Linked DNA regions of Sus scrofa: all the other regions are linked to region 3. The links are chromatin contacts, called in public Hi-C maps. All regions are on one chromosome and are shown on one strand. Each heading gives the region's core, a stretch centred on a gene start, on an enhancer-like site or on the middle of the called end of the contact. The rest is flanking DNA. Distances are from core to core; before and after follow the strand shown.

What was found. Hi-C and Micro-C count contacts between places; a contact is called where the count stands out from the background.
Region 1: a contact with region 3 is called in a Hi-C map of liver, with 2.4 times the contacts expected there. The contact joins the enhancer-like site here to the promoter of MYO1E in region 3. A contact is called at or near these places in 4 of 47 Hi-C or Micro-C datasets (embryonic fibroblasts, epiblast stem cells, liver and 1 more).
Region 2: a contact with region 3 is called in a Hi-C map of fibroblasts, with 2.7 times the contacts expected there. The contact joins the enhancer-like site here to the promoter of MYO1E in region 3. A contact is called at or near these places in 1 of 5 promoter capture datasets (liver), 14 of 47 Hi-C or Micro-C datasets (brain, embryonic fibroblasts, fetal heart ventricle and 7 more) and 1 of 2 datasets of contacts at active chromatin or transcription factors (skeletal muscle).
Region 4: a contact with region 3 is called in a Hi-C map of liver, with 6 times the contacts expected there. The contact joins the enhancer-like site here to the promoter of MYO1E in region 3. A contact is called at or near these places in 11 of 47 Hi-C or Micro-C datasets (alveolar macrophages, brain, embryonic fibroblasts and 5 more) and 2 of 2 datasets of contacts at active chromatin or transcription factors (alveolar macrophages and skeletal muscle).

The regions. Positions count from the first base shown.
Region 1 is chr1:112,776,220-112,783,308 of Sscrofa11.1, reverse strand. MYO1E (unconventional myosin-Ie) reads right to left here. Exons shown (of 28, transcript XM_003353343.5): 3 at 184-273. Among named protein-coding and RNA genes, the nearest start is that of FAM81A, 100 kb to the right of the region's middle. Within about 2 kb of position 4,003, at least 14 of the 83 cell types and tissues checked have an H3K27ac peak or open chromatin away from gene starts, as enhancers often do. A contact at or near this core is called in liver, where this site is marked.
Region 2 is chr1:112,592,799-112,599,951 of Sscrofa11.1, reverse strand. The region is part of intron 3 of FAM81A (protein FAM81A); the gene reads left to right. Among named protein-coding and RNA genes, the nearest start is that of GCNT3, 55 kb to the right of the region's middle. Within about 2 kb of position 3,846, at least 11 of the 83 cell types and tissues checked have an H3K27ac peak or open chromatin away from gene starts, as enhancers often do. A contact at or near this core is called in embryonic fibroblasts, where this site is marked.
Region 3 is chr1:112,673,686-112,680,608 of Sscrofa11.1, reverse strand. It overlaps MYO1E (unconventional myosin-Ie), which reads right to left and starts at 3,064. Exons shown (of 28, transcript XM_003353343.5): 1 at 2,420-3,064. The coding sequence starts at 2,422. FAM81A (protein FAM81A) reads left to right here and starts at 2,934. Exons shown (of 9, transcript XM_005659549.3): 1 at 2,934-3,039.
Region 4 is chr1:112,744,070-112,751,505 of Sscrofa11.1, reverse strand. All of the region lies in intron 1 of MYO1E (unconventional myosin-Ie), which reads right to left. Among named protein-coding and RNA genes, the nearest start is that of FAM81A, 70 kb to the right of the region's middle. Within about 2 kb of position 1,780, at least 5 of the 83 cell types and tissues checked have an H3K27ac peak or open chromatin away from gene starts, as enhancers often do. A contact at or near this core is called in alveolar macrophages and liver, where this site is marked.

The sequences.
Region 1 (7,089 bases), core at 2,754-5,253, 100 kb before region 3:
GCTTTTCTGAGCTGTACTCGAAAGAGTAGCACATCATTAAAAATCAAACAATATCACCTACTTGAGCTTCCTCAATAAATAATTCATAAGAAAATGCAAATGTATTGCCAACTTCAAGAAAAACTACCCATGCCTCATAAAAGCCCCCAAAGACTACAGTAAATTATGTGGTGTGTAACTTACCGCTCCTTGGTACATCTCAATTTCCTTTTCCCCAAAATATGGCATCTGCTTGAAAGGGTTGACTGAGATTAATACGGATCCTATATATGTCTGAATTTAAATCCAGTTAAGGTCTATCGTTAATCTTCACAGCTACACATTTTTTCAAATTAAATAACCAGATGTTATCAAGAATTCATAATGAGGGAGATCTCTTGTGGTGCAGTGGGTTAATGATCCAGCCTTGTCACTGCAGTGGCTGGGGTTGCTGTTGTAGCACAGTTTCGATCCCTGGCCCAGGAACTTCCGCATGCGGCAGTAGTGCCCCCCCCAAAAAAAAACTGTCTCCGGGAAAAGCTCAGGTGCTTGTCTTCCAAAATATTACAAATAAAAACAAAAGCAACTACCAACTAGTTCATGTTTTCTTTTTCTTCAGGAAGAGTAATGAACTTAATTACCAAGGTGCTACTAAAAGAAATCATTATTTTACATGAATTGAAGCACAGTCTTTCAAGACTGGTGACATGCACAGCTAGGAAAAAACAAAACAAGTGATCAAGGAGTGAAAAGAATGTTCTAATTCCTCTTTTTAAATGATATTTTCCCCTTGGAACTTTCCTATCTCTTTGGTTTATTAAAAACATATTTACTTGTTTAACAAATAGAAGGATTTAAGCTGAACTGAAGAGTCCTCTTCTTTAGAAGCTATGGAGAACTGAATTGTATCCATAAGTCATATTCAGAACAGAAAATTACAAACCCAAATAGATCAGGTTTAAGGGAAGAAGGTTATTTCTGTTTAAGGAACCCAGGAAGGCCCCTCAAAAGAGAACAGGTTACATATGCCCAAATAAATGAAGTGTTATTATAACATACAAAATACTTTCATTTATCATTCAACAGTCAACTAGTTTGAATTGATTACCTACAATATACCAGGCATTGCTCCAGAGGCTGGGGATAAACCACAGTGGACAAAACAGAATGACAAAAACTCCCTGCTCTTGTGGAGTTAAAAAAAGAAAAAAAAAAAAAAAAGCAAACAACAACAAACAAAAAAACATATATGTACTCGAAATTATTTCTTTTAATCAACAATTTCAAAATACTTAGAAACTTTGCAGTTAAGGATGTAAAACCTATGAGATTTCCTTCCCAAAAGGCAAACATACATTTATACATTAGGACCTGAGTGTCAAATGGAGCAGCACAGGCAATCCAGTCAGATTGCTTATTAGCTCACCACACCAGGTTCCTCTCTAATCTTGGGCAAGTCACATCTCTAAGCTGTAGTTATTGGATGATGGAATAAATAGGACCTACCTGCAAGGCTTCTTTTGAGAATTAAATGAAACAGTATAAAATGCCCAGCACAACGTTTGGTATGTAGTAGAGGCAATTTCCTCAATTCATATACTTTAGGCTGCACGTTTTGTCATGTTAACTTCTCTTGCGATGCAGTGTTTGTATTCCTATTGAACACAAATGAGCCAAGTATGGAGTGCATCATATAATATTTTAAAATTAATATTTAAACATGACAGTGAGAACGGGAAATGCTTAGCTACAATGTTGCTTGCTTTTTCATTGAACAGAAAGATCTTCTGACTTGAAAGGATTGGACATGAAATGGTAGTAGAGAAGATGGGGTCCATTTTCATAGCACACCAAGATGCACCCAGCACTGGTCTGGGGCCAGTTCATGAAACTAAGAAAATGCTGATAATGCAGTGAATCATAATTGAAAATCACTAAAGAGCACAGAAGAAATGCTAAGAGCAAATGTGTTTCCAAGTGCCAATGTCAGATGAGACCAACAACAGATAAGTGGCCAACTTATTTGAAGTGAAATTTAGAACAGATAAATTTATTGTTAGAACTATTAAGCAAGTAAGAAGTATCCATGATATTATAGCCAAGACTCAGTAAGTGTTGATGATAAAAACAAACACTGATAAAACACACATATGTATACACAGCACTAATCTAAACTCCTAAAGATAACCCCATTACTATTTTAATCCTATTTTACTAGGAGAAAACTGAGGCATCGAAAAATTTTAAAACTTGCTCAAGTTGCAAGCTAGTAAGTGGCAGAACTATGATTCAAAGCCAGGCATGCTTCATCTAGAGTCCACACTTGAAAGTTACAATGTTTTCCTACAATTAGCATATGTTGTTATTATTCTTACTATTGGTAATTATTTGCCACTTTTGGCAAATAAAATACAGAATACCCAGTTAAATTTGAGTTTCAAACAATGAATAATTTTTTTTAGTATATACATGTCCCAAATAAGTATGCCCCAGCAATACTTGGGACATACTTATAGAAAAAAAAAAAAAAAAAAGTTCTTTGTTATTTATCTAAAATGCAAATCTAACCAGGTATTCTGAATTTTATCTACAGCTGCCAGCCTACACCACAGCAACTCAGGATCCAAGCTGTGTATGTATGCGACCTAAACCACAGCTAATGGCAATGCTGGATCCTTAACCCACTGGTGGGGGCCAGGGATTGAACCCGCATCCTCATGGATACTAGTTGGGTTTATTAATCACTGAGCCACGACAGGAACTCCTGGAGGGGTTTCTATTAAAGCGCTCTATGCTCTGTTGTAACTTAGATTCTGTAACTCTCTGAGTACTCAAAACTCTATCTCCCTTAGTTGATTTTAAAGTATTCTTTCCATATGGAAGGGACTCAATCAATACTGAATGAATGAGGTTTGCACTCATTATGGTTCTCATCCTACACAAATAGAGTAGTTCTAACAGTAAGCTCAGTATTTAAGAAATACAGCACTGCTATGGCCATCCATATTTCAAAAGAGGAAGATGTCCTTAACTACCCCCAAGTAAAAACAATCTTGGATGAATATGATCTTTCCATGGAGGATGGTGCTTCTGTCTCCATTGTAAAGGGAATGCTGTGACTGCCACCTATCCTAGACAAATTGATCATTGAATTCAGAGAATTAAGAGCTGCCAGAGGACAGGAGCCAAAGGCATCACCTGCCCACCTTGGTTCCCCAATAAATAAATTTGGATTGGCTTATACGAGAGCTCCCATAGGAACAACATTTTTTTTTTTTTAACTGCTAATAACCTGCTGTGTGAAGACACATCTTGTCAAACCTTGATTTTCACTTAGTAGTCTACATAAATTCTGGTAAGAAGACACTCAAAGAAAAAACCTCTTCGGGTTTTTCTTTGGCCAATCTTGAATCAAAGGACTCAGATAAGAAGAGGGAAACTGGAGTTCCCATCGTGGCGCAGTGGTTAACGAATCCGACTAGGAACCATGAGGTTGCGGGTTCGATTCCTGCCCTTGCTCAGTGGGTTAACGATCCGGCGTTGCCGTGAGCTGTGGTGTAGGTTGCAGACGCGGCTCGGATCCTGCGTTGCTGTGGCTCTGGCGTAGGCCAGTGGCTACAGCTCCGATTCGACCCCTAGCCTGGGAACCTCCATATGCCGCGGGAGTGGCCCAAAGAAATAGCAAAAAAAAAAAAGAAGAGGGAAACTACAGCCATCCCCTAAAGAGTAGAGGGTCTCAAGGGCAATATTATTTGGCAAAACCCTGAAAAATATAAAGTTTGGTTTGAAATGGATGATGTAGTTGGGGTCTATGCTAAGTAGTTACAAATGTACCTGAATCAGAATTGACACAAGAGAATCTGGTTTAGAATTGAAAGGAAACAAACATTTTTCTCACTTGCCTGAGTCATTTCCCTGAGAGCACAGATCATCTACTGGGTGGGGCCCCTTCTTCAGATAACTCAAATACTCACTCCCACTCTCTGCTGCATAATGCAGGTGTGCCTCTGGAAAAAGCTATTCCGTCATTGACTCTACCCACATAACCTTTGGCTAGGAAGGTGTGGCCAAAGGTTAATTTTCAAACTGTATGGAGATACACAGACTTTAAAAAAACAAAGCAAAACAAAAAACAGTCCCTGCTGTGGCACAAGGGGATCTGCAGCCTCTTGGGAGCCCGGGGACACAGGTTTGATTACCAGCCTGTACAGTGGGTTAAGGATCTGGCATTCCTACAGCTTTGGTTGGGGAACTCCAAATACTGCAGGGTGGCCAGAAAATAAATAAATAAAATAAACGAAACGCATTCTTATTGAACAGACTACATGAGACATAAGAGACCCTACTGAACTTTAATTGACTGGTTCCAAATGTTTGTCCATGATTCATGAGCTATCGACGATCTGCAGCAAGAAGGACAAAAACAGAAAGAGTGCCCTGAATTTTTTTTTATGAGGTCCAGTTGATTCAATATAAAGGACCCTGCTTTCCTCTTAGATTATTTCCTTTCTACTTTGTGGGTGTTCAGGTAGTCTTTCTTTTATAAAATGTGATGGTAGTGCAGCTTTTGTAAATTTGTTTTTAATGGTCTTCTTAGGTAGACTTTAACTTTTTAAAAAACATTTTAATACCCAGTGAATTCCCCCAAACTGCCCATACTCATCTACCCGACCTCCCTATATTTATCACTGAGATGCGGCAGGGAGGGGAGGTGACTCTGGTGAAGTCACATAGGTGGAGCTGATGGAGCTGGAACTTGAGCCCCAGGCTCCAGCTGCCAGACCCACAGTCATCTCACTGCAGTGATGGTCCCCACCCCCAACCTCCCATCACAGACTGACCACCAAGGGCCAAACTTCACTGGGAACAACAGTGCTGCCTTAAGCTCCAGTTGGTCTGGCACAAGTGCCTCAGCTCCTAATTCAAGGGCTGAAAATGCTGAGCATGCTTGAGTGTGGTCTTCGAGTGAAGATAAGATTGGAGAAAGTTGGACCAAATGAGCATGGAGTGCTTTGCCCAGGAACTTTTGTCAGGCAGGTGGCTATCAATGATGTCTTGCTAAGCAGACTTTTCCTCCTACATTTGAGAATGTAATTGTGGAAAGTGTGGCAACATTCAGGAAAAATAGTAAATTAAACCTTTCTGGTCTTAGGCTACTTGGCTGAAAAAAAAACGAGTTTTTATTGGTTAACAATGTTAGCATTCTAAGGAGGTCCTTTTTTCTTTTTATTTTTCTTTTTTTTTTGCCTTTTTGCCTTTTCTAGGGCCTCTCCCGCGGCATATGGAGGTTCCCAGGCTAGTCGAATCGGAGCTGTAGCCACCAGCCTACGCCAGAGCCACAGCAACACGGGATCCAAGCCTCGTCTGCAAACTACACCACAGCTCACAGCAATGCCAGATCCTTTAACCCACTGAGTAAGGACAGGGACCGAACCCGCGACCTCATGGTTCCTAGTCAGATTCGTTAACCACTGAGCCACGACGGGAACTCCCTAAGGAGGTCCTTTTTTCTAACGCGGATCAAAGAAATCTGCAGTTAGCCTGACTGTATTAACAACTGATTGTCCCAAATGCTGATCTTCAGTACAAGACAAGGTGCTGGTATTAGATGCTGAAGAGGTAAAAATGAGCAGTTCTTTAACTTAATGTAAAATCAAATCTCTTCTTAACTATTAAGCTTGGGAGAGAGAGGGAGGGAAAAACTCCTTTAAAATAATGCTACTCTTTCATAATAATATTCCCTTGGCATGGAACTGAAAAAGGAGGCTTTTATTACTTCTCAGAGGAAAAGATTTGCAGCTAGGCCCTTGGTATTATTTCATAAACATCCACCAGATCCATCATGCCCCCTCAAAGCTGAAGGCTGCTCTGTGCTATTGCTGAAAAGCACACTGATGCCGAGTTTCTCATATACTGAGTGGGCAGAGATGTCTACAACGCGAAGTCTATTAGTGGTCAACTAACTCATTTCCTTGGTAGAACACACGATCAGTTAGTCACTGATTCAAAGACATGAATTCAAAGACTAGGCGTCAGCCTCCTCTGTGTGAGTCACTTTAAAATTCTGCTGTCTGAATATAAAAAGCAAGTCTTCGTAGGCAACATATCTTCAATGAACATTTAATGTAACACACTATGCCAAGGGTTATGCAGGAAACTAAGAAATAAACAAGACAGGATGATGCCATTTTTTAGCTAAAATTAACAAGGCAAATATATGTATACATATGTCTGCGTGTGATAAAATTGGAAAATATACAAGAGGTTAATAGGAACAAATGTTATATGATAGGATTCTGGGGGATTTTAGTGTTTGCCTTTCTGGCTGATGGCATTTTGTAACTCATGTTCAAGGAACATGTACTGCTTTAAAGAGTTTTGTTTTGTTTTTGTTTTCTGCTTTTTAGGGTCACACCTGCAGCACATGGAAGTTCCCAGGCTAGGGGTCCAATCGGAGCTGCAGCTGCTGGCCTATGCAACAGCCACAGCAATGCAGTCTGTGACTGACACCACAGCTCATGGTAACACTGAATCCCCGACACACTGAGCGAGGCCAGGGTTCGAATCCGCATCCCCATGGATACTAGTAGGATTCGTTTCTGCTGTGCCAAAACGGGAACTCCCTAGAGTGATTTTTTTTTTAAACTTTGCTTCTTAAAAGATATATATATATAACATAGTCCCTATTCTTAGAAGTTTTTAGCATTTTAGGCGAGTCTGTCTGGGTTGATACTGGACTGGCTGCTGACAACCACTGACATTTTTCTTCTTTTCATACTCTGCTGATCAAAAACCACATCCACGTAAATAATGTAATAAGCTGAGCCCACATTCTAAGAACATTCCAAAAAATAATGTGTTCAACTACATTCATTGGAAATTAGCCTTTTATGGGCTTGTCAATAAACCAATTATCCACTTAAAAGTTTCTATGGTAAAATGCATTTGAATGTCCAATAAGCAACTTTACAATTGAATTTTAGAACGTAACTCAGAAATAGGCCAGAAACTTATACACTTGCCTAAGTGTATGCTAATAACAACGAATGCTTACTGTGTACTCGCGCATTCATTATTTCATTTAACCCTATAACAGCCTCATGCAGATTT
Region 2 (7,153 bases), core at 2,597-5,096, 81 kb after region 3:
AGAATCCATTTTTATTTTATTTTATTTTATTTTTTCGACATGCATGCTTTTATTTAATTCTCCCAACACCCAATGAGGCATACACTATTATTTTTTTTTAAATTTTTTTATTTTCCCACTGTACAGCAAGGGGGTCAAGTTATCCTTACATGTATACATTACAATTACATTCTTTTCCCCCACCCTTTGTTCTGTTGCAACATGAGTATCTAGACAAAGTTCTCAATGCTATTCAGCAGGATCTCCTTGTATATCTATTCTAAGTTGTGTCTGATAAGTCCAAAGAATCCATTTTTAAATTAGATTATTTGTCTTATTATTGAGGGTAAAATTTCTTTGTGTAGTCTAGATATAGATCCCTTATCAGGTATGTGACTTGCAAAATATTTTCTCCTGTTCTATGGCTTATGTTTTCACTTTTCTAATGGTATTTTGGGGAGTGCAAATTTTATAAATTTTAATGAATTCCAGCTTATCAGTTTTTTTTTTTTTTTGGTTTATATTTTTGGTGTTGTGTCTTAAGAACTGTTTGCTTAACCGAAGGTCACAGGATTTTCTACTATGTTTTCTTTAAAAGTTAGTTTTAATTCTTTCATTTAGGTCTGTGATCCATTTTGAGGTAATTTTCATGTATGAAGTGAGGTTAAAGATATGAGTTATTTTTTTCATATGGAGATCCAAGGAAAACCTATCATTTTCCCATTTGCCCTCTGTTGAAAATCAACTGACCATAAAATATAAGGGTTAATTTCTGAATTCCATTGATCTGAATGTCTTTCCTTTGCTAATACCACATTGCTTTGAGTTCTAGCTTTACATACATTTTGAAATAATGTAGTGTAAATCCTCCTCTTTTCAAAATAGCTTCATCTATTCCAAGTGCTTTGCATTTTTATATAAAGTTTAGGATTAGTTCCCATTGTGACTCAGCGGATTATGAACCCACCTAGTATCTATGAAGATGTGGGTTCAATCCCTGGCCTTGCTCAGTGGGTTAAAGATCCGGTGTTGCCTTGAGCTGTGGTATAGGTCACAGATGTGGCTCAGGTCCCACGTGGCTGTGGCTGTGGTACAGGCCAGCAGTTACAGCTCTGATTTGACCCCTAGCCTGGGAACTTCCATATGCCACAAGTGTGGTCCTAAAAAGCAAAAAAAAAAAGGGGGGGGGGATTAGCTTATCAGTTTCTAAAAAGCCTGCTAAGAATTTGGCAGAGATTACTTTAAATATACAGATCAATTGGGGAGATGTTCCATCTTAATGTGGAGTTCTTAATTATTTCAAAGAATCAACCCTTGATTTTAATTTTTTCCATTGCTTTTATTTTCTATTTCACTGGTTTCAACTCTATATAATTTCCTTTTTCTCTGTTTGCTTTGATTTAGTTTGTTTTTTTATCTCTCTAGCTTCTTAAGGTGGAAGCTTAGGTAATTGGTTTGAGATCTTTCTTCTTTTCTGATAACCATGTTTAAAGCAATAAAATATCCTCTAAGCACTGCTTTAACTGCTTCTGTGAGTTTTGGTATGTGGGGTTTTTTTTGTTTGTTTGTTTTGGTTTCATTCAGTTCAAAGTATTATTAGATTTCCCTTGTGATTTCTTTTTTGGCCTATGTGTTACTTAGAAATGTGTTGTTTAATTCCCAAATATTTGAGATTTCCTCAAATTTATTTCTATTGTATGTCGCTCATATAATTCCACATGGACAGATAACATACTTTATGTATTTTTAATTTCTTTAAATTTACTGAGACGTGTGTGTGTGTGTGTGTGTGTGTGTGTGTGTGTATGTCCTTTTAGGGCCGTACCTGTGGCATGTAGAAGTTCCCAGGCTAGGGACACTAGACCTGAGCCACTTCTATGACCTATACTGCAGCTCATGGCAACACCAGGTCCTTAACCTACTGAGTGGGGCCAGGGATAGAACCCGCATCCTCATGGATGCTAATCGGGTTTGTTTCCACTGAGCCATGATGGGAACTCCTTTTTACAAAATTATTATTATGTAAATGTTGAACTCTTATTTTTGCATTGTTTATTTCTCCATTCCGTCCTGTCAGTTTTGCTTCATGTATTTTGGGGCTTTTGTTCTTACATACATATATGCTTATAATGTGTATATTTTCCTAATGTAGTGATTAATCTATCATTGTAAAATGCCTCTATGTCTAGTAATATTTTTGTCTTAAAGTTTCTTTGGTCTGCTATTAATATAGCTATTACAGATCTTTTATGGCTACCATTTCCTTAGTCAATTTCCCTTTTTTGGATAATTCCCGTTCGACTTATACCTAAGGGAGGTCCTGGATGTATCACAATACGTAACAGTTTCCACTGTCCTTTAAAATCACCATATACGTGTCCTAAGGACAGAGATTTGCTCAGAATTGTATACTAGTTGAAGTCCATTGTCTTCGGGGTTCTAAACTTTCTGGTCTTTAGTTCTTTTGATACTTAAAGGAAAGGACCATGTGTTTGTGGGAAGGAAATGTAGTGGATCTGTGTTGCTTTGGTGACTAATGGCATCCCTTCCAATTTCTTTGGATCACAGCAATTTGATTCCCCTTTGAGTTTATATTTCCTCTATTGGATATAGACTGGGTTGCTCTTACTCAAGGGGCTTTATCACCTTTTTAGTTAATGAGGCTTGGAGTCCATAATACACACCAGAGCATCGAGACTCTCACTTCCTGGAACTGGAGTCCCGACCAGAGTGATCTAAGGACAAGTACTTTCCCTGCAGCTGTGCCTGTAGGATGCTGGGCAGTGGTTCCTGCTGCCTAGACCCTAGGAAGTATTTCTGCTGTATTTTTCTCAGTCTGGATCCCTAGCTGCCCTCTTGATTGTGTGTACTTCTTCCCATTTCTGTCCAATAAATTCCGAGTTTTCCACCTAAGTTATCCAGAGTCAGGTTCAGTTGCCAGCAGTTGAAGAACTTTAATGGTATCAGAGGGGCATAGAATACTTCAGAGATTGCTGTAGATAATTTACTTGTTTTTGGAAGGTGGTGTCTATACTTAGAATGATCTTTCCAGTTTTATATTTGAGTGCTAAAGCAGTTTTATCCCAGAAGCTGAATAACTTGGCAACCCCAAGTTGGCACCTTCGCAGAATTAAAGAACCCAAACTTAAACATTGCGATTTTGAAAAGAGTTAGAGATATATTGGGGGCTGATAGCCCCCACTCAAATCTAGATAGGATAATAGATAAAATCAGAGTGATTGGGGTAAATAATGGTTCTCAGGTTCCTGTTCCCTCAACCAGTGTCACGAAGTGTGTCATTAAAAAGATGCACACATGGAGTTCTCTTGTGGTGCAGTAGGTTAAGGATCCAGTGTTGGCACTTCAGCAGCTCTGCTTGCTGCTATGGCATGGGTTCCATCCCTGGCTCAGGAACCTCTGCATGCCACAGGCCTGGCCAAAGATGCAAACACTGTATGGTTCATGTTAGAAAATGGTGTGACCTCTCCCTTCTTTCCATGCTCAGCATTTCCCTGTGGGTACTTTGAAAACCCTGGACTGAATTTTTTCGGTCAGCGAAAGAGGCGATAGTACTTTAGCTGCAGCTGTGGGATCTGGGGAATAATTTCCCCTTTGGTAGCTATTATGTACTAATCCACTGATGAGAACTATTTAAAATATGTAATTTCCAAATATATTCAAATACCATTTCAAATATATAATATGAGCCTGCAGTGCTGTTTAATACGTCCCTCATTCTGGGAAGCCCTCTCTACCAGTTCCCTCCCTTGCCTCAATTCTTTTCCTCTTAATGTATCTTGGACACCAGGCACTTGCCACTGTTACCATAGCATTTGCTGGATAGGTTTGACATTGTTTCTTTATAAGTCTATATCCCTTGATAGATTGGGAAACCCTTCAAAAAGAAAGGGCTTACTTGTCTTACTTATCTTCTCATGTCCAGCACAATGTTTGGAGCAAAATGCCATGAATGCTTATTAACTGAGTAAATGCCCAATTCAGAGACTGGACCGTTGCAGATCTCCTGGTAGCAAAAAGAACTAGGGGAGACCCTGAGGTCATTTGTGCAAATCATATCCTTTTCCAATGAGGTTTCCGAGGCCCAGGGAAGTGAAGAGACCTCTTGAGATCTCAAGGCCAGTAAGTGGCAGTGCTTAGACTAAACCCAGACTAAACGCTCTAAAGATAAGCTCCCTTCACTTTCTGCTTTGCCTCTTGGAAGCCCCTCTAGAACCCCCATCTTAGGTAACCAACTCTCAAATGTGACAGGCAGTGCTAGTGAGTCATTCTTTGCTTTCTGAGTATTTCTACCCCTTCAGAAAGAATTTCTTCATGAAACTAGGTAATTGAAGCTTTACCTCTCACTGAGTTCTCCCCTGCCCCCCTCATTCCTTTGGTGTGAGTTCACTGAACTGCTTAGGTAATTAGAGTTAGTAGCAAACATACCAAGCAATCCAAAGTCATCAATCACTTAGGCTTTTGCTATTATTTTCCTTTAATATGTGGTTTTAACATGATTATTCTTTCATGTGTATTTAAGACCATTAAAAAAAATAATTTACGGTGCAGTGAGGCTTTTTAACTTAATTTTATTGAAATATAGTTGATTTGCAATGTTGTATTAGCTTCAGGTGTACAGCAAAGTCATACATATAAATATATCCATTCTTTTTTCCTGTATCAGTTATTGCAAACTATTGAGTGGATTGTCCTGTGTTATACAGTAGGTTCTCATCAATCATCTATTTTGCACTACAGTGTGCATGTGTTTTTCCCACCCTCCCTGTTCTTCCTTCCCCTCAATGGCTTTCCCCCATGGCAACCATAAGTTTGGTTTTGAAATCTGTGAGTTTCTGTTTTTTAGATAAGTTCTTCTGTGTGATTTTTTTTAGATTCCCCATATAAGTGACATCATATGATGTTTGTCTTTCTCTGTCTGGCTTACTTCACTTAGTATGATAAGGCAGTAAGTTTTAAAATAATCTTAGTTCTGCTGTTTTTCCATCTGAAACACATTTTATGTAATCATTATTCTTCCCTTAACCAGACAGCACTCTTCCATTTACATATATTTTTGGAGTGTGCAGTTTGCAAATGAATAGATGGTTTCCTTTGTAAAGAGGGAAAACTGAGTAAAATCTAATTCTGGTAAAAAAAATTTACTTTGCACATATGAGCATTTACTTTTTTATAACTGGTAATATCTACATATCTTAATAAAGTAACAGAGGAAGTTTGGAAGTTTAATAGCCTCCTCTATGAAACACTAATTACATAGTTTTATGTATATTGTGAGGCTAAGCATGTTTACCCAAACATGACCAAAATTAGGATGCTTAATGAGACATCAGAATTGCCACATTGTAGCCAAACTCAAAATGAAATCAGGGTGTAATTTAAAATTTTTAAAAGTTCTAAAAGGAAGTTTTTATTTATAAGCAGTATAAAATTAGAAGTGTGAGTATTATGCAAAGGCAACATGCATATTTAAAGCAAAGAGATGTGAAGATATTCAAATTGTATTTAAATGATATGGAGGGTATTTTTTTTTTCATAGATTGTTAATGAATTATTTCCGTAAGTTTGCCTGTTTTTAAATTATTTTCATTACTTGTTTGCACTGGCTTTTCCATTCCTCAGTAAAATTTTCCTGGGTATTTGTTTTGTAAAAATCTGCCCCTGCGAGTAATTTTGTATCATAAAACTAAAGCTCAAACCATTCTCAACATGTACAGCTCACTCCAGGCTCCTGATGGATCCAGTCAAATTGAGATAAGTTAATACTCCATCTTGATAAATTTGCCCTCAATAAGTGCCTCTACACACAGTTATACACAGGAAGAAAAATAAAATATATTGTCAAACTACTAGCCTGTGTGATCTTCAGGAGCTAGAACTGAGTCTTAATTTTTCAATTTTTAGCATCCACACAGTGTCTAGAGCGTAGTAGGAACTCAAGAAATCTTTTTATAATGAAAACCTCTGGGTTCCTTGGCTCTTGAAGAACTCTATAATTATTGCCCATATTCTATCAGCAGATTCCAGTGTTAAAACAGATGACTCATGTGTGCTAGTATATAGTAGGTGCTCGATTAATGTTGAATGAAAGAATCTCTTGTTTCAATACATCCAACTTATTGTCTCTATTAGCATTTTACCTTGCTATGTGGAGTATGTTATCAATTATTTATTCCTTAGAAACTTTCCACAAAGTATCACCATCATTATAAATTCAGAAGAGGTAATGTAGTCAGCTATGAATTATACATGTTTGGATTGTCCTAGTGGTCTTTGATTTAAGCTCTCATCAGTCCCTGGGAGCCAAGTCCTGGTAGATAGTCCTTGGCCCTTGTGTTGGTAAGCTTTCCCTTTCCTGCCAGTTTGACGGCTTAGGGAAGTGGTTGGGACCCCCACGTCCCCTTAGGGCTTTCACCATGTCTTTGGCTTTTGGGTACTTAGGCAGTGGGGTCTGCTGCTTGGCTGGTTAGAATCTGCAGACCTTCTCCTGGTGTCCATGTACTCAGCCTTCAGCCTTCATAATGTCCTGCTGACTTGGGTGTTGGCTTTGACCTAGTTGGGGAATGGGAAAATGTATCAAGTCCTTATCTAGTTGACTAGATTATATGTAGTTTTCTAGCCTAATAATTTGCCAATCATCTATTGAAGAATTTTCTGAACTCAAGTGATGTGTACCGAGCTGGGCCTTATTAGCATGTTATAAATGATGTTAACACGTTGGATTGGGTGGACAGACAAGAACTTGGTTCATTGTGAATTTAGCATTGTCAGTGAGGAGAGAGTCTTGGCTACTGGGCTTTATAGATTTACCTAGAAAGGGCATTTCAGCTTTGAGCTGCATGATCTTGTCCTATTGGAATAGGTATATTAGGAGAGGGACTTTGAGGATTATCATCTGTATTAGTCAGTGACCTCCAAAAAATAGGATCAATAGACTGTATATACTATAAGGTATCTGCTTGTATGATTATGGAGACTGAGAAGGTCCGCCATCTGCTGTCTGCAAGCTAGAGAACCAGAAAAGGCAGTGAGATGATTTGAAGGCCTGAGAGCCAGAGACCAATAGTGTAGATTCCAATCCACATCTGAAGACCTGGAGTGCTGAGGGCAGATCAGGGTCCCAGCTCAGTCAGGCAGAAAGTGAAGTCCACCTTCC
Region 3 (6,923 bases), core at 1,815-4,314:
ATGAATCACAACTGAGTGAGTCTTGATAGGACCTTGGGTACAGGTGGAGAGCCTGTGCCCTGTGCTACCAGATGTCCTAAGAGATCTGAGAGAGAGAGAGCGTGCACAAGGGAAGAGAGAGAAACCCACAGTACAGGTGCCAAGGGCCTGGTGAATTAGATTCTCCATGCTGACACCAAGCCACACCCACTGGAGGCAAAGCCCCTTCTTTTCCTGTTCTAATCAGCTGAGGGATGCAGCTGAGCAGACTCAGACAGATGTGAAACACAAAATGAAGGCTCATTTGGCCCGAAGGGAATCTTAATACAAATAGTAAATATAAAACTGAGATTTCTGACTATTTGAGCTACCAAAGTTGGGTCCTAAGGCAACCTGACATATCTAATGCACAGACTTAATTTGCCAAGGCAGTGAAGAAATGATTCGCTTAATTTTTTCCACATTACTCCAGATCCAGTAGCTGGAAGGATGGCACATCTCCTGTTTCACAACATCCAGCTGTTCCAGCTTTTCTGTCACGGAATCGTAGCCTCGGCAACCATATCGGATGCACTGATAGTCTCCTGGCAGCCCACAATACGGCCATCTGTGCTGCTGGCAGGGAACTTATCAACAGGTAAGTCACACCGTTTCCTTCAATAGACACCCTACACACTCTGGAAAAAAAGTCTTCCTTAGAACATGCCTCTTCTGCACCCCCTTCACCAACCATCCACTTCAACAGCAATGGGTCAAGTTGAGGGTCCAGTTTCCCAGGTCCCTAGAAAAGGCACCCTACACCACTTTTTAGTCTCTCCAGCATGAAAAATGAGTTACCTAAGGGAAAGGTGATTTCCTCAAGGTACCATTCAAGTATTTAAATTCAGTAAGATTCTTTAAGCTCTTCCAGAAACACTTTTTTTTTTTTTTTGAAGAAGTACTGAACCATGGAAAATAATTAGAGCAATCCTAAAGTCCTAAGACTCACATTGCTCAAGTTCAAGTGGCCAATTAGGCAGTGGCCCAATTAGGTAGCTCCACCCAAACACACACTCAGTGTAAGGGAGGAGTTCTCCAGAGGGGTTCCAAAAATAATGTAGGGTGGGCTTTCTTCTTAAACCATAAAACTGAAAGAGAAAACTTATTTACAGATAAAATGTTGGACTATGTGAAAAGAAAAAGCTTTGGTCAAGGACGACCTTTTAAAGGTTTGTGTTTGTTTTTAATCATTCTTTTGAATAAACACAGCACTGGGTCAAGGGCTACATTACAGTTTTGTATTTAAGTTCCAATGGCCTTTGCTACATTTCTCTCAGGGTGATCCTGCAAATAGATTTTTTAAATTAGTGCTGTACTGGTTATCATTTTGACTTACCACCACCTTCACAGTCACTAAAAAAACAACAGAACAAACCAAGAGGACGAGTTCATCGACCTAAACCGGATTACTTGAAAAGAACCAAGTGTGGAAACTATGAAGCCTTGTAATAGAACTCCCCCCCACCCCATGGCCTGCCAATCTTCTCAAAATAGTCCTTGCTTTTGTGTTTCGGAAAGAAAAGTACACCAGCCCAAAACCCAAGGGATGCGGCTAAGAGTACTGGGGGCGGGGTAGCCGGGGCGGGGAGGCAGGGGTAGAGGAAAAGTCAGAAACCACAGAGAAGGAGCCAGCCACTTCCATCGGATCCCAAAGTGCCAAAGGAAAAGAACACAAAACTCGACTTCCTTCCGTGCGAAACGTTTGCTGTACACCCGAAAAGTGCCAGCCACCTCACACTTGGGGAAGGGAGGGGGCTGTTTACTTGGCCTTTTTGATGCAAAGACCATCCCGGCGGGCGCCGGGAGAAGCGCAGGCCAGCGTGGCTCCGGACAGCCCATCGGCAATCTCGCCCGCAGCCGCCAGCCCACCGCCAGGTGCTCGCTCTACCTGGCGCCCCGCTGCCTTTGTGCGGCCGCGCCGCCCCCGCGGGCGTGCGGATGCTAGCGGGACAGCTGCGGCGCTGCCGGCAGCCGGGGGAGGAACGGGGGTCGGCGGCGCTGGTGCCGCAAGCGAGGAGCGCGCGTGCGCGCGCGGAGGGGCGCGGGCGGCCACCCCCACCTTCCCAGCAGGAAAAAAGCGACCCCCTTCGCGGGCGGTGCCCCTGAAAGCAGATCTCACCATACTCTGGCTTCCGACAGCTGGCAGCCATAGCCACCCGGCCACGAAAAGTTTGGCGACGCCGAAAACGACTTGAAAGAAAGTTTTCCTTGGCCCCCACTCCCTCTCCCTCAGCCCGGTTAAAGGAAAGCGGCAGGAAATATGGGCTCGGGACGTGCCGACTCCAGCGTCCACCTTCTTCAACCATGGGCTCGGCAGCTTGCCCAAGGTGGGTGCCCTGCGCCAGGGCTAACTGCCCCATCCCCGGGTCAGGCATCCCGGGACGCCGCGCGGCCAACTCACCATGGTGACTCGCGCCGCAGTCGCGCTTCTGCCGGTCCGGCTGCCGGGGAGCTGGAGCTGGAATGCAGTCTCCTGGGCGAACTTCAAAAGTTGGTTCCCTACGCCAAAAACAGGCTCTCGACACCCAAGCACTCACAGGAACCAATGGGAACCCTTGGGGGACTCCATCCAGGCAGGATCGGCGGCGCTAGGTGAGGGCGACAAGGAGGCGACTTAGCAGGAGGGGCGCATGCTGCCCAGGGCCGGGGTCCACTCAGACTGGGCGCTCGCCGCCCGCCTAGGTGAGTGCAATGCTCCGCGCGCCTCCGACTCGCTGCCTTGCCTCGCTCTTTCTTCAGCCACTTACTCCGTACTCTTCTGGCTGAGCCTCGGCTCGGGCTGGGCAATCTGTCCATAAATGGAGAATTCAGCTCAGGCCTGACCAATCAGGGTTTGTTTTCACATCGTCACTCCTCAGGGAAACCGTAGTAGCCAACACGCTTGGAGCTGCCGGAGTTTCCAAAGCCCTCTGGATCCTGTAGTCCTCCTCCAAGCCCGCCTCCAAAGAGCGCTGCTGACCCAGCTCGTTCCCGGCTGCCAGACCTGAACTGGTAGGAAGAAAACCACTCTGTGAAAGAGAGGTAAACTTCTAATTTTTTTCCTTTAAACGCGAAAGTTGGAGTAGGTGTGGCCGAAGTGGTATAATTTTCCTGTACTTTTTTTTTTTTTTTTGAAGAAGGAAATATTTTATCAGCAGAAGGATCAGAGCCGTGGCAGCAGCCCAAAGGAAATCCTTTTTCTTTCCAACGTCTGGATTGGGAGGAAAGTCAAAAATATCGTTTCCCCCACCCTTTTTTTTACCTGAATTTCCTTGGAAAACAAAAGAAGGCTTGTGGAGGGGGAGGAGAGGAGGGGGAGTTTTGATGGAGAAGTTGCACGTGCAGTGAGCCAGGGCCAGGGGAGAGAGACCTGGAAAGAAAGTGCCATCCAATCTCAGTCAACATTTATCTGTTGAGAACAATTAGTAGTGCAATCAAGAAATCAGGTGGGCAATTAGGAGAAGATTAGGGTGGGGAAAAGCAGAATCCTGAAATAAAGGTAGAGAGTCCGATATTGTTTTCAGGGTTCAGGAAGTAAACTAGGTGGGTCATAAGAGGATGGTCCTCCCTAGATCTGTGAAACTTCAGGGCTCAGAAAAACTGTGAAGCATAATGATTTACTGTAGTATACTCTATGAACTTGGTTGGTTGCCCGTCTCCTGAATAGAGGATCCTGGAGTTGAAATGGGTGTTAAAAATCCTCTTGTCTATACCACAGAAAGTAACACAGCATTGTAAATTAACCACACTTCAATTAAAAAAAAAATCCTCATTTAGAATGGTAAACAAAATGTGTGTAGTCATGGAATGAAATATTATTCAGCCATTAAAAAGGAAGAAAGTACTGATGCATGTTCTGACATGAACCTTGAAAACATTAAGTGAAGGAAGCCAGGAAAAAAGACCCCCTATTATATGATTCCTTTTATATGAAAGTAGAGAATGGGGAAATCCATAGAAACAGAAATTGCTAAATTATTGATTGCCAGCACCTGGGGAAGGGGAGGATGAAAGTAATTACTAATGAGTATGTGTTTTTTTACCGATGAAACTATTCAGGAATTAGTGGTGATTCATGTACAACTTTGTGGATATACTAAAAACCACTGAATTGTACATTTTTAAAGGGTGAATTTTGGAGTTCCTGTTGTGGTGCAGCAGAAACAAATCCACCTAATATCCACAAGGATGAGAGTTTGATCCTTGGCCTTGCTCAGTGGGTCAGAGATCTGGCATTGCTGTGAGCTGTGGTGTAGGTTGCAGACGTGGCTTGAATCCCATGTTGCTGTCGTGGACAGCTGAAACTCTGATTTGCACCCTAGCCTGGGAGCCTCTATATGCCTCTGGAGCAGCCCTAAATTAAAAAAAAAAAAAAAAAGAAGTAGCAGTAGTTTTGTGCAAGGAACTGCCACATTTGGAGGTGTAGGAAATTCATCTGGTAGCATTCTGTAGCACAGACTGGACAGAAAACCGGGAGGTATCTGTTGAGTACTCATTATGTACTAGGTCCATACAGGTGTGATCATTGGCTAGGTACATAGAGTCATGATTCATCATTCTCACATAAACGTGATTCCATGCCTCAGGGGTATGTCAGCTTCAAAATTCAAGCAGATATTTTAAGAACTAATGTACAGCGGTTACCAAAGGGAAATTTGAGCTTATAGGTAACAAAAGAAACACTATTTATTTGGGGCACAGCGGGTTAAGAATCCAACCATAGCAGCTCAGGTCACTGCAGAGGTGTGAATTCAATCCCCAGGTGGGTACAGTGCGTTAAAGGATCTGGTGTTGCCAGAGCTATAGCTCAGATTCAATCTCTGGCCTGGGAGCTTCCATATGCCACGGGTGTGGCCATAAAAATTTTTTTTAATTTAAAAAAATAACAGTATTTAGGTTGGAAAATGACATACTGCCTCAGCCACCATCCCATCCATGGTCAACCCTGATTAGTAGTCATACTGAGATGGGCTTGGAGGGACAGAGGCAAGGATGTAATTGCTTTCTCCAAGATTAACTTAGGGATACAAGGCACTGAAAATCTCTTAATAATCTATTAGCAACCTGTCAGTCTTGGATTTACCTACTTCTTTAATACTGCTTGTTGATTGTAATAGTGTTTGAGGTTTTTTTGTTTGTTTGTTTGTTTGTTTGTTTTTAGGCGACAGCTACAGCATATGGAAGTTCCCAGGCTAGTGGTCAGATCAGAGCTGCAGCTGCTGGCCTCTGTCACAGCCACAGCAGCTGGCCTCTGTCACAGCCACAGCAGCCACAGCAATGTGGGATCCAAGCCACAACATGCGGCAACCCTGGATTCTTAACTCACTAAGTGAGGCCAGGGATTGAAGAACCTGCATCCTCACAGATACTAGTTGGGATCTTAACCCACTGAGCCATAATGGGAACTCCCACTTTAAGGTTTTTTGTTTGTTTTTGACTTTGTTTTTTTAGGGCCTCACCCATGGCATATGGAAGTTCCCAGGCTAGGGGTCAGCCACAGCCACAGCCACTCGGGATCTGAGCCACATCTGTGACCTACACCACAGCTCTCAGCAACGCAGGATCCTTAACACACTGAGCAGGGCCAGGGACGGAACCTGCAACCTCATGGATACTAGTCAGGTTTGTTACCACTGAGCAATGATGAGAATTCCTTGAAGGTTTTTTTTTTAACATTTACTTTTCTTTGCACCCTAATAATCTCTTTCCAGTTTCAAGAAGTATTCCCAGCTCTGGTAGGTGGGACTTTGATGAAAGTAACTGCTTGTGTTCGTTTTTCACATAATTCCTCTATAATAGTATTCCTTTGTAGATTGAAATATAAATATATAGAATTTTTTCTATGTGTGGGCTCTACTTAGGTTATGGGATTCCATACTCATAAACCAGAATTTGTAGTCTGGCTTTTCCACCAAAGTAGCTGTGAGATCTTGATTTCTCTGAGCTTCAGTTTCCTTATCTGTTAAATAGATTGATGTAAGTCTGAAATGAAATATGTGCAAAAGTGGTCAGCAAATTTTGGTTCCTTTTTCCTTTCACATACACCGTGTGTTCTGGGTTAGGGATCCGGACCTGAGTTCCTGGGTGAGATCAGACAGTCCTTGGGCCTCTGAATTGCATGCCAGTTTTCTTCAGGAAGAATTAATAGCTTTCACCAAATCCTCAAAGATGCAGTAACTGTCAGTCATTAGGACCCATAGCTCTTGATCATATTAGTTATGCCTCTCTTGGGTCTTTGTCTCTATCATTGTGTTTTCCCTGAGGTATAGGGATTAGAACTGAGTCTGATACTAAAAGCACAGAAGTTCACTTGACTTCTCAAGGCAGAACCCACTAGTTCACAGTTTGAGTGTAGGATACAGAGGGTGATCATGTGGAAGAGCCTGTAATTTCATGAAGAAACCCTTCAGGTCCTCTCTGCTCTGTCCCCACCTTAGGGAATCACATTGTCAGTTTTGGCTGCAGTAACCATACATCCTGGTTTACCTGGGCAAGCCCTGGTTTATGCCTGTATTTCAGTGAAATGATTAATTGCACACCTTTTTGCATTTCTAAAAGACCTATTTGAAAGATAAATCATGGTCACTGTAGAATGATGGGCAAATTACACCCCCTAAAAAAATCCTCACTTCTTAAAATAGAAGTATTTCCCATTTTCTTGATTTACCCACATTTTTCAGAGGACTCGATAATATATTACCAGGTACTTCTTCTTCCTTTTTTTTTTTTTTTTTTTTGCTTTTCTTAATTTTTTTTTAGGTTTTATTGAAGTATAGTTGATTTACAAGGTTGTGATAATTTCTGCTGTACAGCAAAGTACTAGATATTTGTTCTTACTTGGGTCATAGTAGCAATAAAGGGACAGCAACTTTCAAAATTGTAAAACTCATTCTAGACACATGATGGAGCTAGTCAGATGAGACTTT
Region 4 (7,436 bases), core at 531-3,030, 72 kb before region 3:
AGAAAAGAATGATTATACTTGCTACTCATTTGTAACATTTTTGTCACATTCGCGTCCCCTTTCTCTGTCCCTCTCTGTCCGTCTCTCTCTATATATGCATATATTTTTAATCTAAGCCATTTAAAAATAGGTTGTATACATCACGCTCTTTTATTCCTTAATATTTCAGGATGTGTTCCCCAAGATTGGAATTTTCTTACATAACCAGCATAAACAACTTCAGGAAATATAAAATCAACATGAAACTTTTCATCCAAGTCAATATTCCAGTTTATCAATTATCCTGATAAAGTCCTCCAACAAGAATTTTTTTCTCCTGGTGCAGGATCACGTGTTGCATTGAGTTTTCCTATTTGTTTGGTTTCCTTTAACTTCTAACAGGTTTTCAGCTTTCCTTTGTCTTTTTTTTTTTTTTTTTCTTTATAGGGCCAGGCTAGGGGGTCTAATCAGAGCTGTAGCCGCCAGCCTACCCCACAGCCACAGCAACATCAGATCCGAGCTGTGTCTGTGACCTATACCATAGCTCACGGCAACACCGGATCCTTAACCCACTGAGCGAAGCCAGGGATCAAACCCGCATCCTCATGGTTCCTAGTCAGATTCATTAACCACTGAGTCATGAAGGGAACTCCTCCTTTGCCTTTTATTATGTTGACATTTTAAAGATTTCTGGCCAGTTATCATACAGAATTCTCTCAGTCTGGGTTTGTGTGCTGTTTGCTTCTATATAGAATCAGCTTTTGCATGCTATGCTAGTAATTTTGTGTCTTTCTCATGGTATCACACCTGAAGTACGTCATGTTTGTGGGCGATACTCATTTTTATCACTGCATTAAGTAGTGTCCCATTTCTCCACTACACAATTTTTCTTTCTTCCCTGTTGTAACTGCTAAATAATTTGTGGGGAGATGCTTTAATGCATTGAGACTATGTAAATACCCCATTCCTGGTCCACCTCTGACAAACAGCTTTGGTATAATTAAAATTTTAGGTCTAGTTATCTGGCACCCAGGGAGAACGCGTTACTCTCGGAAGCTGGTTGTTTCACACACACAAGGGTTATGGACTCTCTCAGTGAGCTTCTAAGAGATGGTGGCTGGTTCTCTCACACCTGCTGGGTTCTAAATAGACTGAGTTGGCTGCGTGGCTGCCGTTGTCACCTGTGACACCGAGGTCAACCTCCACAGAGTGTAAAATAAGGCATTCCTAGAAGCTGAACTGAAAACCAGAAATGTGAGTCAAGGTGACTCTTCATGGCCCAGACGGCCCTGTGGAAAGATGCAGACAAGACAGGTCTGTCCGTATGCAAAACTGTTATGTGTGGGATGTCTGTCTCTGCTTCCCTCCATCGCTGTGCCTGTCAGCCTCATCTCCACTCTAATCCTGTCCCTACTCTTTTTTAGCTTCAGTGCTGTTGAATGAATACCTATTCGAAAGGCAGGTGTGAAGTCAGTCCTTTTGGACCAGAGAGCTTCAAGCCAAGTGGGGAACAAGTGGGTCAAGGGCAAAGAACAACACGTGTGAGAAAGATGAGGTCCAACCAGGCAGTTCAAAGAGCTGGCCAACAGTTGTTCTTAAGCCGCAAAGAGGGAAGACCTTTTTTATGCCTGACCTTCAATTCCAGCCATTCCTGTTCCCATGAGGGAATCTACTACCATCTGAGATAGCCAACATTTCCTTTCTACTAAATATTATTGTGGGGAAATAAATGTTACCTCAGAGGACTTTATTCTACAAGAGCCACCAGTAGATGGCCACTTCCACAATCAGAGTGGCTGGAACAGAACCTTGGAAAGAAGCCCAAACTATTTCTTCAGCAAATTAGCACAGAGAGGAAGGCCAGAGAACTTATTCGGAGATCAAAAATTCTCCTTGCGGTGTCAATATTGCACAAGCCTGGAGCCCATTCCTGAAATGTACATGTAGCTCTCATAAATATTGCTGAAATACCACTACAAAGATAAGTTTACACTTAAGATTTTTCTTCTCCTAACTAGAGGAATGGGCAATGATAAAGTATTGGTAGTATACTCCAAAACTCCTAAAGATTCATAAACATAATGAGAGTTGGCATTGATAATACCAACTTCAGGGATGGCATTCTTTCTTTTTCTTTTTCTCTTTTTTGGCTGCCCTCTGGCATATGAGTTCCCAGGCCAGGGATAAGATCTGAGCCGCAGTTGTGATATATGCCGCAGGTGCGGCAGTGCCGGATCCTTAACCCACTGTACCAGGCTAGGGATTGAACCTGAGTCCCAGCGCTCCAGAGACACCACCCATCCTGTGGCACCACAGTGGGAAGTCCGACGGCATTCTTTTAATAGCAACTGTGCTCTTGTAGTCTTTTTCCTGAACCTTATCCTATATTTTTCATTTAGTCATTCACTGATTTAACCATTTTAACCCTGCCCTAAAACAAACAAATGAACAAAAATCCTGTGCAAGGTATTATGCCAGGCCCTGGGGATATCATTTTTTTTTTAAGATAGAAAAATTGACAAATTACTTAAGTGTCCAGTGATCTATATAGTTCCAGTATGGAGAATAAATTTTGTTGACATAACGTTCAGTTCTTTTATTACATAAAAATAGTGAATGAGCTGGTGACTACCAGTTAAAAGAATGCGAATGCACTTCACACCTGATTGTGAAATCTTACCCCTGGCTGCCAGGCAAGCTGAGAAGCCACACAAATCATTGATCTTTGTGGACAAAGGAATTCTCAACCAAGAACTCTGTAGTTAATTTCGTTTTAGAAACACCAGCCCAAGCTCTCTTCTCTTCTCCGCCATCCTATGTGCAGTTGAATTAGCTCCTCTCCATGTCTTCTCACAAGACTTGCAGGATCAAGCGATTCCTGGCCAAGAAGCAAAAGCAGAATTGTCCCATCCCCCAATGGATTCGAAGGCAAACTGGTAATAAAATCCAGGTACAACTTGAAGACATTGGAGAAGAACTAGCTGGGTCTATAAGGAGGCTCTGCGCGTGAGGTGGCACACATAATTCTGTTGTGTGGCGGTCACTTGCATCTTACCATATCACACTGAAAATAGCACAGCCACAGCTGGATATATCAGGAAATGGATTCTCTTTGTGTTAGTGTTTCTGCATGGCGCTTTGCCTCAGTAATAAATATGTGAAGGCCTCTTATTGGAAAAAAAGAAACACTAACCCAAGCTCTGCCAATGATCTGCTCTAATCACCATTTATTCCATTTAAATTAAGTTGACTAGATTTTCTCTAAAAACTGTTCCTTAACACCTCAAACATTGCTAAAAAAACAAACAAACAAACAAAAAACCAAAAAAAAAAAAAAAACCTCAATGCCCAGCTTTAAGACTCAGCAATTTGGTGTGAGGTAAACCAGCCATGAGGTTTTAGAGATTCTAACTGGAAGAGTTCCTGTCGTGGCTCAGCAGAAATCCGACTAGCATTCATGAGGATGCAGGTTTGATCCCTGGCATTGCTCAATGGGTTGAGGATCCGGCATTGTTATGAGCTGTGGTGCAGGTGGCAGACGTGGATTGGATCTGGTATGTCTGTGGCTGCCGCTAGGCCAGGGGCTATAGCTCTGATCAGGGGCTATAGCTCTGATTCGACCCCTAGCCTGGGAACCTCCATACGCTGCAGGTGTGGCCCTAAAATGAGAATAAATAAATAAATAAATAAATAAATAAATAAATAAATAAAGACCCTAACTGGAATTCCTAAATCTTTGACGTAATGTAAGAGGTCTGTCACACAGATCCTGTTGCCACTGAGAAGCTGAAAAGGCATTTGCGCAACTGTTTCCCACAGACCAACTGGCTACTCCATAATTTATCAGCAGGAAAAGCACTAAGTGTTAACTGCCTGGGCTTTGGCTCCCCTTGAATCTCTCCTAGATAATCGAGGGCAGCTCTTCCCAACCAGTAGGTCTGGCAAGACCAGTCCTTGGAGAAAGGCTGAGGGTGGACTGGGTTTTCCTGTTCCCAGGGTTCTGGCAGGCCTGCCCATGCCGAAGGCCACCCCACATTTCCTAAGTCTTTACCAGCTAAAGACGCTACCAATGGGTGAAACCATGTAACAGTCCCCACATTACTCTCAACCACCCACCCTTCCCACCCACCCCTTCTCAGACTTAATCACAGGAGGAAGTGCAGCTACCCCTGATGAGGTCACTGTTTTGAAAATCTGGAAGTGGGACACATGATGTAAAAGGAAGTTGAAGCTTGCTGAAGACAATAAGCTAGCACATAGATCTGCAATCCTGTGAAGGCCTTCTAGCTATAAACCTTCCAGGGTTCTAATTTAAAAGGAAACTCCAAAAATGCCCATCTGGGGTGGAGGTGTGGTTATGAAGAATTTGGGCAGGCTTTCCTTTTTTTGGTCATGCCCCCAGCATGTAAAGGTTCCTGGGCCAGGGATCACATCACAGCAGCAACCTGAGCGACATCAGTGACAACGCCGGGTCACAGAGCCACCAGGGAACTCACTAGGCAGGTTTTTGTTGAAGGCTCATAGCCTAGCTCTAAGAGAATATCCAAATGACCAAATCATAATCGCCGTAACAAGAGTAATAGAAACACTCTTTGAGAGGGTTTATTTTATACCACTTTTTCTTTTTTCTTTTTACATTTGAGCAGTGACAGCATATAAACCCTCAGGATTTGTTTAAAATGTCTCCTTCATTAAGAACCTACATTAGTTCATACACACAACAACCCAGGAAGCCTTCTCTTTGGAGGAAAATCTGGACTCCAAATTACTGTGTATGTTTACATCTGAGCACTTAAAAATGGATAAGTTCCACATTTTTATTATGACAACTTGGCAGTCACTAGAGTTTCCTTCTCTTTCCTCTGAAGTGCTCTGGTTCTGAGGAAATCTTACCCTAATCTATTGCAAAAGGGTTAAAATTACCCTTAAAGCCACCCTTCATTTGTGATGCACTTTTCCTGCACCTCAGGGACTTAACAGGAGCCTGGAATTTGGTGAAAAGACTTAGGACCCCCAGCACCCATCTTCAGGGCTAAATGCTGGAGGCTATCACTTATAATAGAGAAGACTCTCTTGGATGCTGGGAGGAGTAAGTGAGTAACAACCCTTCTTAGCACTTGAGCCAAGTTTATTATCACTAAGTCCATACTCTGCCATGACCTGGCAGAGAGCAAAAGCCGAGGACTGGGAGCCTGAAGAACAGACTGATATTTCCTCTCCTGCCACTCACTGGCTGGGTGGCCCCAGCCTCTTGCGGTTGTTTGTAGGGGACCACTGAGAAAAGACAGGAAGTCCTTTGTAAACTGGTGCCACATAAATGACTTATTGTGATAACTCGTAATAATCAGGAGAGAATTGGGGATACAATTTCTTAATTTCTCTCAATTTATGCCTTCCGACTAATTATGATACACTTTGCAAAATGTATCTTCCCTCTTTCTCAAAATTATTTCAAAAAAAAAAAAATGCAAAGAATACCTAAAAATGGGTGAACATGTCCAGTGCCCCTGATGTAAAGCTTCCACTGATGTAACAGGGATAGGATCTGGCTCAGTCCCCAGGCAAGTCCTGGGCAGGATGAGCATCTGCTATGAGGAAAGGTAAAGCACGAACAGGTTAGGAACAGTACACCTTGAACTTAACAGAAACCGTCATGCCAATGAAGAGATGAGTTGGCTAGGGAAGTGAACTAAGATTTAGGAGATGTGTCTAGATAACTAAGGCACTTTCCAAGATGATGAGAGAAGAGTTGACCCTGAATTTAATTTCTATACAATCAACAGAGACATTCATCTGGCACCTTGACACAGCAGCGTGCTGTGAAAGCATGCTGAGCAGGCAAGAGTGACGGGAGGAAAAGGCCAGCACTTAGCAGGGTGACCTCAGCAGCCACTGAAGGCCACCTGGTCTCACTTACCTCATCCATGAAAAGAATGTCACAACCAAACTCAAAGGGCCATGAAGAGAAACGTGCTAAACCTGGGGCTCATCTCAAAGACTGATCTGATAGGCTGTCCTTTTCTTTTTTCTTTTTTCTTTTTTTTTGGCTATGCCCGCTGCACGTGGAAGTTCCCAGACCAGGGATTGAACATGCTCCACAGCAGCAACCCAAGTTGCTCTGACAACACTGGATCCTTAACTTGCTGCGCCACAAGAGAACTTGATACGCTGTCTTGACATTAATGAGCTATAATAAATACAACTTTTCTCTGACTCAATTCTACTCTAAATGAGTACCACGTGGACAGGGAACTCTGTCCCCTTTCTCCATATTCCCAGAGTCCACCTAGCACAGTGCTTGGTGCTCCTCTGAGACTGTTTTACTAAATTTACACTGAACAATGAGGTATAAAGCGCATGATACATGGAATAGACAAGGTCTACACATATGTAAAGATAAGGCATTGAAGGCAAATAAAAGACTCTTGCCAATTCAAAATATAAAGACAGTGTTGAAAGCTAAGGATTGGTCGGGACATGCCCACTTCTGTCCAAAAGCGAATAACAGCGTGGCCAGGGCACCTGAGCCTTTAACCTGCTCGCCCAGGGCATCTCCAGAGTGGAGAAAGGGAACACTCCTCGGCATCACTCCAAGCTTTCTACTGTTATTAACTGATTCCCTTATGTACATAAAAGAAAACGTGACCCTCTGGTTGGTTTTTCGAGAAACCATCCAGCTTAACAGGTAAGCTCCAGGCTGCAAACAAAGTCTTCAATTTCATTCTCCAATCACGTCTAAATCAGACTGGTAGAATCAGTTGCCAACTTGATGAAATCCATTGTCTGGAATATAAAACCGAGAGGCTACACTGTCTTCTAGGTTTCCCCTTGCAGTAAGCAGTGTAAACCACGGCTGGATTGTGTCTTCCAGTACTGGCACTGAGGCACAAATATCTCCTTTAATTGGGCCCTCAACAGAGCTCATAAGAATGTGGCACGATCTGTCACACCCATGACTGGCACAAAGTCATTGTTCAAAAGCTGCTTGATATACTGAACCAGCCACGCAGGCCCTCTCCCAGTAAAACACCAGGAATATAATCGCTCCTTTCCTGAATATATGGTATTTCCCAGCCAAGCGTTTTCACATACATTAACCTATTGCAGTGACAGCTGAAGTCAAGTCAGCCCGCCACATCCATGGGCTCCACATGGGCAGAGTCCACCAACCACAGATGGCAAATATTGAGGGGGAAAAAAAAATCCAGAAAGTTCCAAAAAGCGAAACTTGAATTTGCTACGTGCGGGCAACTATTTACATGGCATTTGCATTGCACTAGGTATTGTCAGTAATCTAGAGATGACTTATAGTATATGGGAGGATGCGCTAGGCTATAGGCAAATACTACATACACCACTTTACATAAAGGGACTTAAGCCCTAGAGAATACTGGTCTCTGTGGAGGTCCTGGAACTGACTCCTCAAGGATGCCAAGAGAAGACTGTAGCTGTAAGGT